Linked DNA regions of Capra hircus: region 2 is linked to region 1. Evidence: chromatin contacts called from public Hi-C data. All regions are on one chromosome and are shown on one strand. The core of a region is the stretch at or near the end of the contact, and the rest is flanking DNA. Distances in the headings are between cores, read along the strand shown.

The links. Hi-C and Micro-C count contacts between places; a contact is called where the count stands out from the background.
Region 2: a contact with region 1 is called in a Hi-C map of blood, with 2.5 times the contacts expected there. The contact joins the promoter of KLF3 here to the enhancer-like site in region 1. A contact is called at or near these places in 3 of 5 Hi-C or Micro-C datasets (blood and liver).

Annotation. Positions count from the first base shown.
Region 1 is chr6:58,195,021-58,198,375 of ARS1.2, forward strand. No RefSeq gene overlaps it. Among named protein-coding and RNA genes, the nearest start is that of TRNAI-AAU, 270 kb to the right of the region's middle. Within about 2 kb of position 1,356, at least 4 of the 5 cell types and tissues checked have an H3K27ac peak or open chromatin away from gene starts, as enhancers often do.
Region 2 is chr6:58,503,717-58,506,869 of ARS1.2, forward strand. It overlaps KLF3 (Krueppel-like factor 3), which reads left to right and starts at 1,317. Exons shown (of 6, transcript XM_005681503.3): 1 at 1,317-1,780.

The DNA of each region.
Region 1 (3,355 bases), core at 106-2,605:
CAGTACAGTTGCCAAATGTACACCTACAGCTGGAGGCCAAGGCACAGCTGGAGGCTGCGGCACAGCTGAAGGCCGCCACAAAGTACACTAAGCTTGCAACAAGACAGGGGACAGTCTTTAGAATATGTGTCTCTATGGCACTATCCTTTTATTAAAAACCAGAGACATTACTTTGCCAACAAACGTCCTGTAGTCAAGGCTGTGGTTTTTCCAGTAGTGATATATGGATGTGAGAGTTGGACTGTGAAGAAGGCTGAGCGCTGAATAACTGATGCTTTCGAACTGCGGTGTTGGAGAAGACTCCTGAGAGTCCCTTGGACTGCAAGGAGATCCCACCAGGCCATCCTAAAGGAAATCGGTCCTGAATATGCATTGGAAGGACTGATGCTGAAGCTGATACTACAATATTTTGGCCACCTGATGCGAAGAGACCCTGATTCTGGGAAAGATTGAAGGCGGGAGGAGAAGGGGATGACAGAGGATGAGACGGTTGGATGGCATCACCGCCTTGATGGACATGAGTTTGAGTAAACTCTAGGAGTTGGTGATGGACAGGGAGGCCTGGCGTGCTGCAGTCCATGGGGTGCCAAAGAGTCGGACACGACTGAGCGATTGAACTGATGGCACTATCCTTAAACTTGAGTCACTTAGATGGACATGAATCTCCTTACTTTCCAAATCTCACCTTCCCCAAGCAATTTGCTCAAGAGTGGTTTAATTTTAAAAGTCTGGGGAAAGAAGGCAGAAATCAGTCTCTTCATTTGGGCCAGAAAAGGAACCCTGATTCTGCAAACAGATGAGTTTTAGGAATGCTTGACATATACAGTGCTTAGTCCCTCAGTCATGTCCGACTCTTTGCGACCCCATGGACTCTAGCCCAGCCGGCTGCCCTGTCCAGGGGGATTCTCCAGGCAAAAATACTAGAGTGGGTTGCCATGCCCTCCTCCTTGGTTCTGATTTATAATCCTTAGGCTTCAAATCCTCTCTCTCTATGCTAAAAACACACAAAATTAAGCAAGAGGCAAGAAAGGTGTTAAGATTTTTGAAGGGAAGTTTCAAGAATGAGAGGAAAAACAAGAAAATAAATAGCACAATGTGTCCTGACATGTTATTTTGTTTCCCTTTAAGTTGTTGTTGTTTTCTTCCTCCTAGGAAAATATCCAAGATTTTGTCTCTTCTTAACAAAAATTTGGAAGGAAAGTTGGACCTGAACCCTAGCACTGTAAAACTTCTTTGTGCGCCGGCATTGCAGTGCTTTTCTTACTTTTCCTGCAGAAGCCAACCTACAATGTGGCGAGTTTGTGAGGCCAGGAAGGGAGGAGTAATCCGAGAGGAGGCAGGGCGGCTCCGGGCGCGGGCGAGGGCGGGGCCCCAGCTCAGGGCGCTGGGCCCCTCCCAGGGCCGCAGGGGAAAAGGAGGAGAGACCTACACTTAAAAAGGCAGGAACCTACCAACTACAGAGATCCAAAAAAACGCCCCGGAGAATTCCCATTTGTGAGGTCAAATCAAGGTCAAAAGAGTTGCCTAATCATCTCTGAAAACCCTCTAATTTAGGGGGCTGTGCAACACCCCAAATCATGAACTAAGTCTAACTTGATCTTTAAAACATAGCCTATGACTTTTTTTTTCTTTTGCTTGAGCCAATTTTTTCTGATGGCATTTTTGTTACTTCCTGTTTGTGACTGAGCTTCCTTGTCCTACTTCCTTTTGGGGGTTTAAATTGCCTCCCCTATCATTTCCACTGAAATGTATGAAAAAGGCAGGTGTGTGTGTGTGTTGCATTGGAAAGGAAAAAATAATGGCTCATATTAAATTTTTATGTTATAAAACACGTTTCTCACACGTTCACACTTTCGTTTACTTTTCACAACAACACTAAGAGATGAGCCATATGCCCAAATAATGGATGAGGAAACTGAGAGTGAGAACGGTTAAAGTCCAAGGTCACTCATTTTAAAAAAAGAAGCATAACCTGAATCTGAGTCCCCTATTCTCAATCCAAGTCCAAAGCTCTTTTCATTTATTTAACTCTTAGAGGGAAGCCTACATTTAATTTATTTGGCAAAATTCTATTCAGGGAACATTTGTTTATTCAGTCTCTATTACAGAGTTTACTCTTGAAATGTAAAGACTTAGCTTGGGCCCTTCACCGAAGCCATGGAAGAATTCTTAAGATCTACTGTTTCATTTTTTGGCAATCCCTCTGCAGCCTTACAACATGGCTCTTCCAGGGCCAGGCTGGGGCGTTCCTCGGTCTCCTGGAGCCAGGGTTGCGTTGCCCCCATCAGGCAGTAGGGGGAGCACGTGTGCAAGAGGAGGGAAGCCGCGGAGGCTCAGGCAGGAAATGTCTGAGACCATGTCCTTAACAGGGCTGAGTTGGAAAAGTGGTGTGGTGGGTTTTGTGTTTTTTTTCCTTCTGCTGAGCGAATGCTTAGAACTCCAGGCTTCTCTGCAAAGATTTGTGCTTACTGAATTGTAGGGAAGGGAAAACCAGCCTCAGGGAGTTGCAAAATGAAGTCACCTCTATGCCCACTGGGTGAAAGGAGCTCCAAGCTTCCCCATTGCCACCAAGGAGGAGCCCAGCTCCGGGCCTCAGCAGGTCCCTGAAGGCCTGAAAACTTTGCTTCTAAGTGGAGGGAGAAGACACAGAGGCCCAGACAGTGAGCTGCTCTGGGTCCCAAACCTGCCTGAGAGAACAGGGTTTTGTACAGTTGGTAGCAAGAGAGTTAGAATGTACACTGCAGGAGGGGAGGGGTGCGGCTTTTCCTCTGTTTCACTGCCTTCCAGAACAGAGCAGGTGACGCTTGGCCTTAAGGTGCCTTCAAAGAGGCATCCACGTTGACAGAGCCTGTTAACTTATGGTTCGTTTTGACAAAGGCTTTGAAGTCGGATGGAAAAGGAGCACCACCTTTGGCACTGCATGGCCCCAAGCCCAGAGTGAGATGGGGAGGAGCTGTGGGGCAGGCACTAGTTCTGGAAAATCAGTGCTGACAGGTCGCTTTTACTCTGGGGTGTAGCATTCTCTCATTTTTTTTCCCCTTTCTTAACCAAAAATGTTATTTCTTAACCCAGGAAAGCAAAGTTGCAGCAGGGGAGAGATGCCCTGGGGGCTAGCTGGCTACAATTTCCTTCCTAGTAAAAGAGGGAAGCAAAAGTTGCCATTTGCTTATACTTTGGATTTGTATATGGAAGGTAAGTTATATTCTCTAGTTAATGGTGCTCATTTACAGAAAGCATTGTTTCTGCCTTGGTTCCAAATACATGTGAAATTTCACTCTAAAACACATACTCCTGTAAATTTTTTTTTTTTTTTGCTTAATATGCTGACTTCTCAAGTTCTTTTTCTGCACCAACA
Region 2 (3,153 bases), core at 67-2,566, 310 kb after region 1:
ACTAATTTTATAATATCGTGTAGTTACACGCTGGGGTTCCGAATATACGGTATCTCTATGTTTTAAGTAGTACCATGCCTGGATGAAGCATCAAAGTGAAAATGGTGAACTTAAAGGGCCTTTAAAACATCTTGAAGCAATAACAAGCCATAGACTGCAGCAGGGGCGTTTTTAAACAGTGCACAGGACTAAAACAATTGAACCAATTTGTCTTTTGTTCTTTTTTTATTGCATTCTTTATTACATTAATACTGTTTAAAAAGAAACTCAAAAAGCATTAAACTTGGGTACCAAGCTCTGCAAAGTCCTCCCGGGGGCCTGGCTCCTGGGAAGGCCCCCGAGAACGCTCGCCCTCGGTCCTGGGGAGGCGACTTGTAAGGAAATGTCGCCACTCTTAGCCCTCGGCTCGCCCCAAGGTCTCCCTCGAAGCGGGAGGATCTGAAGTTTGCCAAGTTTTTCGACAAGCCCGGCTGAGCAAACGCCTCTGCGCCCGGTCGCCGTTTCGCTCCAGCTGCAGGCCCGGCCGTGGGAAGTTTGCTCGGGGGTATTCGGGCCCTCAAAGAAAAGTCCCCGGGAGGCGGGGGCGCCACCGGCCGGGCCGCACCTCCCCCCCGGGGCGGACGACAAGGGGGACCCGGCGCCCCGGGCACAAAGAAAGCGCGCTGGAGGATGGTGAATGACCTTGGAGACGCGGCACCGTTTTAGGGCTGCAGTCACCCCAACTGCCCTCCCTTTTCTCGCCGCTCTGTCTCTCCCGAATCTGCCCGGGTCCACCCGCTGCAACACCAGCGGTGTCTTTTTCTGGTTTTTCTTTAAGAGAGTTGTCCGCTCTGGCCACTGGGCCCAGCCCTTCCCACCGCGCCCGGGGCCGCCCTTCCCGCCGGAGCCGTCTGATTGATGGCCCCGACCGCCTCAGGGCCCCCGCCTCGGCTCGCCCGCGAGCCCGGCTGTGTGTCTTGGAAGCGGCGCAGCGGGCTGCTGCCCTGTGACGCCCGGAGCGGCCAGCGCCGCCCTTCCTTCCCCCCGGGCTCGGGCGGCGGCGCGGCGGCGGGGCCGGGCCGGGCGGGGCCGCGGGCTCCAGGGCCGAGGGCGGAGGGCGCCGGGAGGGGGCGCGGGCGGGGACTCCGGGGGGGAGGGGGAGGCGGAGGGCTGGGGCCGCGCACGCCCAGCCCCACGGCCGCGCCGCGCCTCGCGGGACAGGTTGGGCCGGCGGGGCGGCGCCCGGCTCCGGGGAATAATGAGTGTCTGTCAGGCCGTCCCCGGGTGACTGGGCGGGGCGGGGCGGAGGCGGCGCGGGAGGCGGGGGTGGCGGGGGAAGGGCGCAGGGCGGGGTGCGTGTTTGCGCGAGTGACTCGGCCGACCCCTCCGGCGGCTGCCTCCACCCAAGTGGGTGGGGACCCGCCCAGCCCGGGCGGCCGCGGCGGCTCCCTCTCCCCTCCCTGACCCTCCCACCCCGGGTCCCAGCCTCTACTTACCCCGCCAGCCCTGGGAGGCTCGCAGAGCGAGCGGCGCCGGCGTCATGTGACTGCCCCGAGTTGGTGCCAGGAGCCAGAGGGGAGCCAGGAGCGGAGCCGCGCGGAGCCCGGGCCCTAGCCGGAGCGCAGCGCGAGCGCCCGCCGAGCCGAGCCGCGCCCGCCGCACGCGCGCCTGTCCCCGTCCCTGTCCCCTGCGGCCGCCGCCCGTACTGGAGCGCTGACACCTCTGCATCCGCGGGGTTCCAGGCAGCCCGGATCCGGGCCTTTATTTCTCGCCTGCAGCGCTCAGCACCGCGCCTCGAAAAGTAAGTCCCCTCTCTCTCACCTTTCCTTCTCGCCCCGACTCCCGCTGCCCCCCTTTTCGGCTAGTCCAGTTTCCTTTTTTTTTTTTTCCCGGGTGGGGGAGCGACGTGCGGTGAATGGGCTGGGGGTGCAGCGCGGAGGTGGGGGCGCCCCCGGGCTTGGGAAAGTGCAACAGCTCCTCGCAGCCGGGGGCGGGGGTGGAAGAGGAGGCGAGGGGGAGGGGGCCCCCGGGTTCAGCGGTGGAAAGTGTAGGATTGGGGAGAACCGCCGTGCAGATCTGCGGGAGCGACGAGCAAGGCCAGCGGCGCCCGCCGCGGCCCGGGATAGGGCGCGGGCGGGGGCTCACCTGTGTGGTCCCCCGACCGCCTCCCGCCTGCCCGCTCGCGATTCCCTCCAAAGCCCCAGAAATCTTAGTGTTCTCCGCGTGTGGCAACGTTGTTTGGAGAAAGGTAGCGCCGAGGCCGCGCGTTCCTGCTCCTCCCCCTCCTCGTCCCCCACCTCCCGCACCCTCCCTCTCCCCGCCCCCCGCCTGCGCCCCCTGCCGCCCCCCTTCTCGGACCGGGCGCGCTGCCGCTCACCCGTCGCCGGAGCAAACTTGGAGCAGCCTAGCGGGCCCTCTGGGAAGAAACTTGGGGCGATCGGGAGTGGAGGGAGCATCCCATTCTCGGTCCTGGAGTCCAGGAGCTGGCCAGGGCGTCTGGATCCCTGAGGGCAGGGGAAAGAGCTGGCCGGGTTTGGAGAGTCGTCCTCGGGTGCAAGGAGAGAACCTGCCGCAGTGTCTGGAGGAAGGATTGCAGCGTGGCTGGAGGCGAAGAACGCCTTAGGCGACTGCCTGCAGTGTTAGGGCCCCGAGCCGGGTGGGGGCCGAGGGAGGGATCTCTGGACCTGGACGCTTGGGACCTACCTTTGGAGATAGCAGACAATACCTGGAATTGTCATAGCTACTTCTCTGGCAGATAAAAGCGAGAACAGTATTCCACTTTTACAGCAGTATATAAAACTAGATGAAGACCGTGTGAATGGGACTTTTTTTCCCTAAGCCAGGTTAAAGGGAAATTGGTAATTGCTCACCTTCTTGTATTTCACTAAAATAAACATTGTACACTGAATTTGTTTTTTACTAACTCAGAATGTATTTTTCGATAGGTCATCCAAGACATTTTAAACATATTGATTATATTCTCAGAAGAGTCTGGTGTATAGAGAAAAGTGTGAAGTGGTATTCTGACTTCATTTAGATTTGGTGTCTAATTATTAAACAAAATCAAGTAGGGTATAAGGCAGTTGTTCATTATAGGTTATTTCACAGAACAGTTTTGTGCTGTCCTTTTCTGAGTGCTTTATATGTATGAATTTGAGGAGCATTTTTAAAAGA